Regions from separate parts of the Mus musculus genome. Here regions 1 and 2 are each linked to region 3. Evidence: chromatin contacts called from public Hi-C and promoter capture Hi-C data. All regions are on one chromosome and are shown on one strand. The core of a region is the stretch at or near the end of the contact, and the rest is flanking DNA. Distances in the headings are between cores, read along the strand shown.

Evidence for each region. Promoter capture Hi-C pulls out the DNA fragments that hold promoters and counts their contacts. A called contact is a pair of places that touch in the nucleus more often than the background predicts.
Region 1: a Hi-C map of regulatory T cells shows a contact between it and region 3, with 9 times the contacts expected there. The contact joins the promoter of Chchd3 here to the promoter of Mtpn in region 3. A contact is called at or near these places in 2 of 39 promoter capture datasets (liver and pre-B cells), 2 of 484 Hi-C or Micro-C datasets (double positive thymocytes and regulatory T cells) and 1 of 9 other capture datasets (adipose tissue).
Region 2: a promoter capture Hi-C map of pre-B cells shows a contact between it and region 3, with 2.7 times the contacts expected there. The contact joins the promoter of Exoc4 here to the promoter of Mtpn in region 3.

Annotation. Positions count from the first base shown.
Region 1 is chr6:33,058,882-33,061,581 of GRCm38.p6, reverse strand. Chchd3 (coiled-coil-helix-coiled-coil-helix domain containing 3) reads left to right here and starts at 1,322. Exons shown (of 8, transcript NM_025336.2): 1 at 1,322-1,582. The coding sequence starts at 1,502.
Region 2 is chr6:33,247,701-33,250,400 of GRCm38.p6, reverse strand. Exoc4 (exocyst complex component 4) reads right to left here and starts at 1,273. Exons shown (of 18, transcript NM_009148.4): 1 at 1,163-1,273. The coding sequence starts at 1,248. It also overlaps the pseudogene Gm1401.
Region 3 is chr6:35,538,630-35,541,329 of GRCm38.p6, reverse strand. It overlaps Mtpn (myotrophin), which reads left to right and starts at 1,442. Exons shown (of 4, transcript NM_008098.4): 1 at 1,442-1,791. The coding sequence starts at 1,720.

The DNA of each region.
Region 1 (2,700 bases), core at 73-2,572, 2.5 Mb after region 3:
ACACAATGAGATGAAGGGCACTGCTGCTATATGCTGGGATATAGCAGCGGGAGGGACATAGTGTCTTGCGCTACAGATTCTGACATGCTGACAAATAACTGAAGCTCAAAAATATTTCTTCAACATTGTGGATCCCTTTGGCCTAGGAGGATGCCATGGTATGCTGTATTCTCTGTCTTTTAATGTTGAGAAGGGCAAATTGAAAAAGGTATTTTTGTTCAGCTAGTTCTGTCCCCTCCCCTCCCATCCCCCTTCTGCCCCACTCTTCTTCTTCCCTCTTGTTTTTTCTCCTCCTTCACATAGCTCAGGCCTGGGGCATTGCATAGACAACTGAGCTACATCAGTAGTCCCATCCATCTAATTTCTAAATGAAAGGGTATTTCTCTGGCTCCATAAATCTAAGATCATACTGTACTTTTAGCAACAGTGTTTGACAGCAAACAAACAAACAAACAAACAAAAAAGCAAAACAAAAAAACCCTAAAATCAACCAAATAACCAAATAACAACAAAACTGAAACTGTGTGTGTGGTTATCCTAACATTTTTAGACTTCTTGGAGGTAAAGTACCAAGCTAGAAACTTTCCAAAACAGATCATCTCTACTTTGTCTAACGCTGCTATAACTCCTCCATGAACGGACCATTTTCCTCTGTCTAATCATCCTGTGATCTAACTTATGTAAGTGAATAAGAGACACAAACACGAGAAGCAGTGTTCTGTCTGTATCTTTGTGTAAATAATTTTTCCTGTGCATTTTTGCATGTAGATTTGAAAGCCCTACATTAAAAGTTGCATTTCATACAGACTGACAAATACCAAAGTCATAAGATAGGAACATAGGCATATGTAGTCTCGGCCCCTTTAAAAGACTAAGTGGCAAAATGCTAAGTTTAGTTGTTACAGGTTTGTGAATTGGAATATACAAGTTGTTTGTTTAGGGGAGTGCATCTTCCATATCTAGCTTTGAGAGCCTGTATTTACCTAACTTACCTAAGGTTCTAGAGTCAACTGCAAAACAAGCTGGTTGGGTGAACCAACTTTTTTGAAAGTAGACCAGAAGGAGGCCTTCAGGGCTGTCAAGACTACAACTCCCAGAATGCTCGGTTCACTTTACAGTTTAGGGAGTGAGACCTGTCACAGCACCTATCGCTCCGGATCGAGACTACAATTCCCATTATTCTCAGAGGCTCCGGAAGCCCTATTAAGCACCACCTGTTGCCATAGCATCCGGGTCCAATCCAGCCAATCCTAGTGCACCTTCTGATAAGAGGCGGGCAGTTTGCTTCTCGGGCTAACCCGAAGCGGCCTACTTCTGGCACGTGACCGGAGGAGGCGGGCTTTTGGGACCGGCGCCTTCTCCTTGCTTCTTTTTTGGGGTCGTGGCCTTGCTCCTGCCCTGCAAGAGAAGCGTCCAGGGCTTTCACGCGCAAGTGTGCGCGTGGGTCCTGACGTGCTCGTAGGTCCACGCTCCAGACTCTGCGGGGACAGAAGCAGGAGCCATGGGCGGGACCGCTAGCACCCGCCGGGTCACCTTCGAGGCGGACGAGAACGAGAACATCACCGTGGTGAAGGGCATCCGGGTGAGTGCCGTGGGCGGGCGGAGGGCAGCCTTTGACCTCGGATCCCAACGCTGAAATGTGCCTGGGACAGCTGCACCTGCTTTCTCCGCTCTCGGCCCGCCCTGCTGTCCCGCTAGAAGTCTGGGTCTCTGGGAAGAAGCTCGTAGTTTCAAGACTCCGAACCTCCATTCAGAGAAAGTTCTTGGTTGTGTGCCAGGAGCCATGCACTGTGCCGGGGTGGTGGTGCCGGGTCACCACGGTCGTCCTTGCTCACTAGTTGCAGGACTTTATTAAAACTCTTGCTTCACTGTGCTGGTCCGTGTGCCTCCTGTACAGGACCCAAGCCCTTCTTTTCCACGCACAGTTCTTTCTCAGAGTGAATTGGTGTTTTAAGGATTACTCTTCTTTGCCTCTGTTATTCCCTGCCCCTCTTCTGGTATTACCATTCAAGTCATTCCTGACCCTGCTGCTAATTTCTGGCTTCTGGCTCTTTCCCTTCCACCTGATAATTTCGTTTTCCCAGGCGCCTCCCCTGTGGTTTGTTGGCCCAAGTTATGAACCTGACCCAGTTGGACTATACAGGCCTATAACTGCCAGCCTGCTAGGGGCGGAGGTCGGTTTGCAGGCCTTCAAGGTTGTAGAACTGAGACAACTTCTAAGGGATCGTTATAGAGACTTATTAAATGCCCTCTGCATGTACTTGATACATGAACTGAAAACTTGAATTTCCTCTAGGGCGTTAGTATACACACTAACAACTTTAATATTCTCCTTTGCCTCGACTTTGGAGCTTCATGCTTTGGGAAGTACACTTACTTGTATCTAGTAAATAGAGCACTATGACTTCAGAAGGTTTTAGAGTACTTTATATTTTCTGTCTACTGCTTTTACACAACTACTCTTAATTAACTATGTAAGAGTTACAAGGAAATAAAAACTTAAAAACATTTCAACTGCTTGAAAACTTTTTCCTTTGAAATTTGTTACTTTGAAAAGAACTTATTAAAGTTTTATTGATTAGAAACCCCAGACTGTTGAACTGAGTTTTTGAGTCTGTGACCAGCAATTCTCACTCTACTAGTGATAGAGCCCTTTGCCTGCTGTGGTTTAGTTGGTAGTTTTTGTAGTAAGATAAGAAT
Region 2 (2,700 bases), core at 24-2,523, 2.3 Mb after region 3:
GCAGTGTTTTCTCTTCAGGGCCTACAAAGTGTATCACTTTCACAGACAGTTCTATCCTCTCGTTTTAAAATAAAATTGATAAAAACAGGCCATTCTCTTAAACTCTGCCATAAACCAATACACGGGTCCTTTTCAGTCGATTAAATGGTAAACTTTTAAAGCCTTTCAAAGCTTGATTTACCCATTCTCTCAAGGGCTTAACCTACCAGATTCTGGTGGATCCTAGGTTTTAAAAAGATAATCAGGATCATTACAGGAGCTCTCTTAACTCAAATCAAAGTGAAGGATAAGTCGAGGAAAGTGGGAAGCAAGGGGTATTTGTTTTAGGAAAATATATGGGATGAAATGCAAATGACAACAATGGATAAGTGTGTCATAATGCATTTTATTCAGGCTGATCTAAGTCTGTTTAACATTTTAAACATTTAAAAATAAGAAGAAGAAGACTAGTAAATAGTCAACCACCCCCACTCTCACCCTAATAGTTTAGGGAAAAAGTAATGAGGAGGGCAGTTTGAAATTCTATTTTTGTATGGTTTTGAGTAAGAAACTGGAATAAGAAAGCAATAAGAAAGAAAGAAAGAAAGAAAGAAAGAAGAAAGGAAGGAAAAGGAAAGAAAAAAGCAAAACAAGAAGGAAGGATGGATGGATCACTTTAATATTCAATGCTAACAGCTCACGCAAAACCTAGGATCTGAAGCTGTGGCTATTCACAGGTAGTGGAAAGTGCCCAAAGTTGGACACTCTGCAACTCCTAACAGGAAACTTGGGCCTGATCCCCACGAGCCCAGGACACCTCCCGGCCTTCAGGAGTGTGCACAGCACCAGGGTCAACCAGAACCTGTTGTAGGAATGAATGAGTACACCTGCGCTGGGTTTCTTCCCGAACCCAAGCGGGCCAGCTTTTAGGACCGGGGACAGAAGTAAAGGCCATGCCCCGAGGAGAAGACTGGGGAGGTGGGGTGTCCTCCCCTTAACCCCGGCCCCAGAGAGTCTTAGAACACTGCCCGGCGGGGGCGGGCAATAGGCCCTGGGGAGGGGCGGGGGAGGCCAAAAGGGAGAGAAGGGCCGGCGGATGGGGCCCAGCCGATGCCTCTCCCTTCCACCGCGGAAGTCCAGCCGCTGCCCTGACCTCACCCTGCCTGCCTCCTGCCTCCCTCACCTGATCACCGAGATGAGCAGCCCCGAGGGGTCTTTGCTTTTGCTGACTGTGCTCCTGTATTTCCCACCAGCTGCTTCTGCCGCCATCTTGGTACGGGAGCGAGAGCCAGGTGCTTGACAGGACCGGGAAAGTGTAAACTCCGCGGCTGACCCGGAACATCCACCAATGGCAGAAGAGAAGCGCTTAGGCGCGGAAGTGAAAAACCCAATCCCTGGAGTTAGGAGGCGGGACTGAGACTCAGCTGGAGGCTGAGGCTCCTGTCCTCTCTAAGCATTCTGGGAAATGTAGTTCTTCTGCCGGTCCCGGGCATGCCTGGACAATAAACCAAGGGCAACTTCATCAAGCCTCCTTACTGTCTCTTTAGATCTCTTCAGACAGACCTTAAGTTGTTTTTCAGTTTACTCCATTTTATAATTTTACACGCTTTAACTTAATGTATCTGATGATAAATTGCAGATTCTTCTATTTAAACAAAGGTCCCAAAAGAATGCTTGTGTGTGCAAAAATATTAACTTCAAATACCATCTTTAAATCAACCAAATGCAAAAATGTACACGCACAGAGATTTTTCTTTGGTATTTTTCTGAGACTGAATGTTTCTATATTCGTCTTATGTACAAGTTCACTGTTGCGGTTATGCCAAGTCGCAGGCTGCAGGCTGTGAGGGGGAAAAGTACCTGTCCTAGGGGCTGTCACATATATATATATAGTTTCTCATGTTGTGGTGACTCCCAACTATAAAATTATTTCATAGCTACTTCATAACTGTACCTTTGCTATTGTTGTGACTTGTAATGTAAATATTTGATATGCAGGATATCTGATATGCAACCCCAAAGGAGTCAACCCCACAGGTTGAGAACCACAGACCAATTTCAATGGATACAGGAAAATCTTTTGTAGAAATTCAACCATACTTTTAAAATAAAAGCACTCAAAAAAAAGTCCCAAAAAGGAGGAACCACTGCAGTTCTTCGGGCGGGGGGGGGGGGGGGTTACTCTCATAGCACACCTTGTATCAGCACAGCAGCGGTGGCGGCTTCCAGAAGGGTCTGGGCGTCTGGTGGAGAGGCACAAAGTCCAAGCACTTTCCCTCCAGTCGGTGTTGTGGGGCGACTGAGACCATGGAGGAGTCGGAGGAGTCGACACCTGCTCTGCACAGAAGGAAACGGCGCTCCACACCTTTAGCTCCAGCCACACCACCTTCACAAACAACAGAGAAAAGCCCATACTTCCAGACCACAGAAATCTCACTTTGGACAGTGGTGGCTGCTATTCAAGCTGTGGAGAAGAAGATGGAATCCCGGGCTGCCTGAGTGCAGAACCTGGAGGGACGTGCAGGGTCAGCAGAGAAGAAGCTGGCTGACTTCGAGCCAGAGAGTTCAGCAACCAGCCGGAGGGCAAGTGGGCCGTGCTGGGGACCCTGCTGCAGGAGTACAGGCTGCTACCGCCACGACTGGAGAATGTAGAGAACCTGCTTCGCCACAATAACTTCTGGGTCCTTTGGTTGCCTCCCGGCAGTAAGGGGAAACCCCAAA
Region 3 (2,700 bases), core at 193-2,692:
AGAAAAACAGTTCTGTTTGCTACAAATCAAATAAAAAGTGAGTGCTTCTTAAACCACACAAATTTTTAATGATGCTACGCATGTTTGTTAGCGGTCATTTGTTGGTCAGGAAAAGCTCCTAGTTTTTAATTGCCATCACACACTTAAGTATTTTCCACCATAGAAAGTAAATGTACATAATTCACGTTGTTGAGTTGGCAAGATGGCTCAACCAGGAAAGATGCTTGTGACAAAGCCCGATGGTGACCTAAATTCAGTCACTAGGACCTACATAAGAGTACTCTCCCACAAGTTGTCCTCTGAGTTTACACGTATGCACACTCATGCCCACATCAGTGCATCTGTACACAAGCACGTACGTATGCAATTAAAAAGAAATAAACCTACTGACACCGTTGTCTCAACTACGTGTTGAAGATTTCCTTCTGAGAAAAAAAAAGTTTTATTCTTTCCTTTTTATTTCCTTCTGGTGGATGTCCCAAAGAAACTGCATGGTTGAGGAAAGGGAGAAGAAAGGCCAAGAGTGGTAGTGGGAGAGAGAGGAGAAAAGACCAAGGGAGAGAGCCCCACCCAGCCACTGATGTATGAGAATAGGAATAGAGTTTGATGCCTAAAGGTAAAACAAACCAGTAGGTCCCACACGTATGCACTCAACAGGAAGCGCTAAGTGGGTTCAGAGAGCTCAACACAAGACCCGAGCACTGCTGCAGAGATGGCTCAGAGGTTAAGAGCACTGGCTGCTCTCGCAGAGGAGCCCGGCTTGGTTCCCAGCATGGCCCATATGAAGGCTCACCGCTGTCTGTATCTCTAGCTCTCTCAGATTTTATGCTTCCTCTTGCCTCTTCGGGCACTCGCACACATTGGTTCACATAAATGTATATATTCTGTCAAAACTATCATACACGTAAATGAAAATTTGGTTTTTGGTTTTTTGTTTTTGGTTTTGTTTTAAGAAGAGAGGTCACATAAAGTTGTGAAGGAAAAGTAGTGGTGAAGTGGAGAAGGGATTCAGGAATGAATTTGTTCAAAACATACTATATGCATAGATGAAAGTCTCAATAAAAATGTTTTGAGAGTGGGTTGGTTTTTTGTTTTTCCTCTTTTACTAGTTTAAAGTGGGATAGTAAGAGAGAGAGAATCTAAACACATTATTATTATTATTATTATTATTATTATTATTATTATTATTATTAGTTATTTTTAGAATTATTAGAAAGTGAGCCCTGGAAACTAACGTTCCCCTCTGTCGTGGAACTGGAGTGTCCTACTCCCATCCAACACCTCCCCAGGTTCAGCCCCTGATTTTCCTGACCTCCAGGAACATTCTACTCAGCCTCACGGCCCCGCCCATTGGAACCACGCCTCTACTCTGCCTTGGCCGGCCAGGATAATGCGCCTGCGCAAAAGTGGCTCTCCTGAGGTAAGCAGTCGGGGCGGGGTCCCGAGCAGAGCTTTCTGGAGAGAGGAAGAGGAAGAGGAAGTGGGAGGCGGGCCCTAGCGGGGCGTGAACCGGAAGTGTAAGCGTCCTGCTTCTCCTCAGCTAGGCGGAACCTGCTCTGCTGGGCCCAACGGCTGCAGAAGAACTTTCTCCCGCCCGAACCGTAGCCGCGACCCGCAGTCTCGCCCGCTCAGCGGCCTGAGGCGCGTCGCTTTCTCGTGTCCCCTCGTCGGGCCTAATCGCCGCTCCTGCCCGGCCCGCCGGCCCACCCCGCTGCAGTCATGTGCGACAAGGAGTTCATGTGGGCCCTGAAAAACGGAGACTTGGATGAGGTGAAGGACTATGTGGCTAAGGTGAGCGGGGATGCGCGGCGCTGATGCTGCGCTGCGGCGGGGTGGGTGGTCGTGAAGCCCAGGGCGTGGGGGACACCGGGAGCTGGGCCAGCTTGGGAGACTCGTGGACGCCGCAGGGCCTGGATCTGGGTGGCTCCTCGGTGCCAGGTAACCGCTGTGTTGTTGCTAAGGCGGCTGTGGCCTGTCCCAGCCCCGCAGGTAACGGGCGCCTGGTTGTCTCCCTCGATCGGCACGGGCCGGCCCTCTAATACCCCGGGTACTGCAATCTTTGAATGAGGCATTTCTCCATCTTGGCCTCGCACCGGGTTCCTGAGAAGGAAACCCGAGCAGTTCGAATCGGGAACGATTTCCTGAACGTGCGGCCTGGTGGAGATGGGGAGGATTCAGAGGATCCGTCACCCGTGAAATGAGCTGCCCCAAAATAGCCATAGTTAAATTTCTGAAACTTGGTGTCACTTCGCTCTGAAAGTCTTTAACTTGGGTGTGGCCTTTTTCCTCTCCACCACCACCACATAATATGTGTATGTGTGTGTATCGTTTGCTTCGAGTGGTAAGGTTGCCATTTGGCATCTGGGGTGTTGGGAAATCGGAGTAGTTTTCAAAAAGCCTTTTAACTTGGGGTACTCCATTATTTCATCTGAAGTCCGCGCGCGTGTGTAGTAAATAGTACTGCAGTCTGATCACGCTATGTTTGGGATATGGTTAAGAAACCCAAATTCAAAACCATACTTGGAGGTACTTGGAAAGTTCTGACCTGGCCTGCCTTTGGGTCTTAAATTGCTCCTTTTGTAATTGTAAGGAGAACTTCTATAGTTTTATTATTATTATTATTATTATTATTATTATTTTCCGAAAGTAGAATTTTGTGACAACTGTGAACATCTTGGTCCTCTTCAAAAAGTGTGAGCC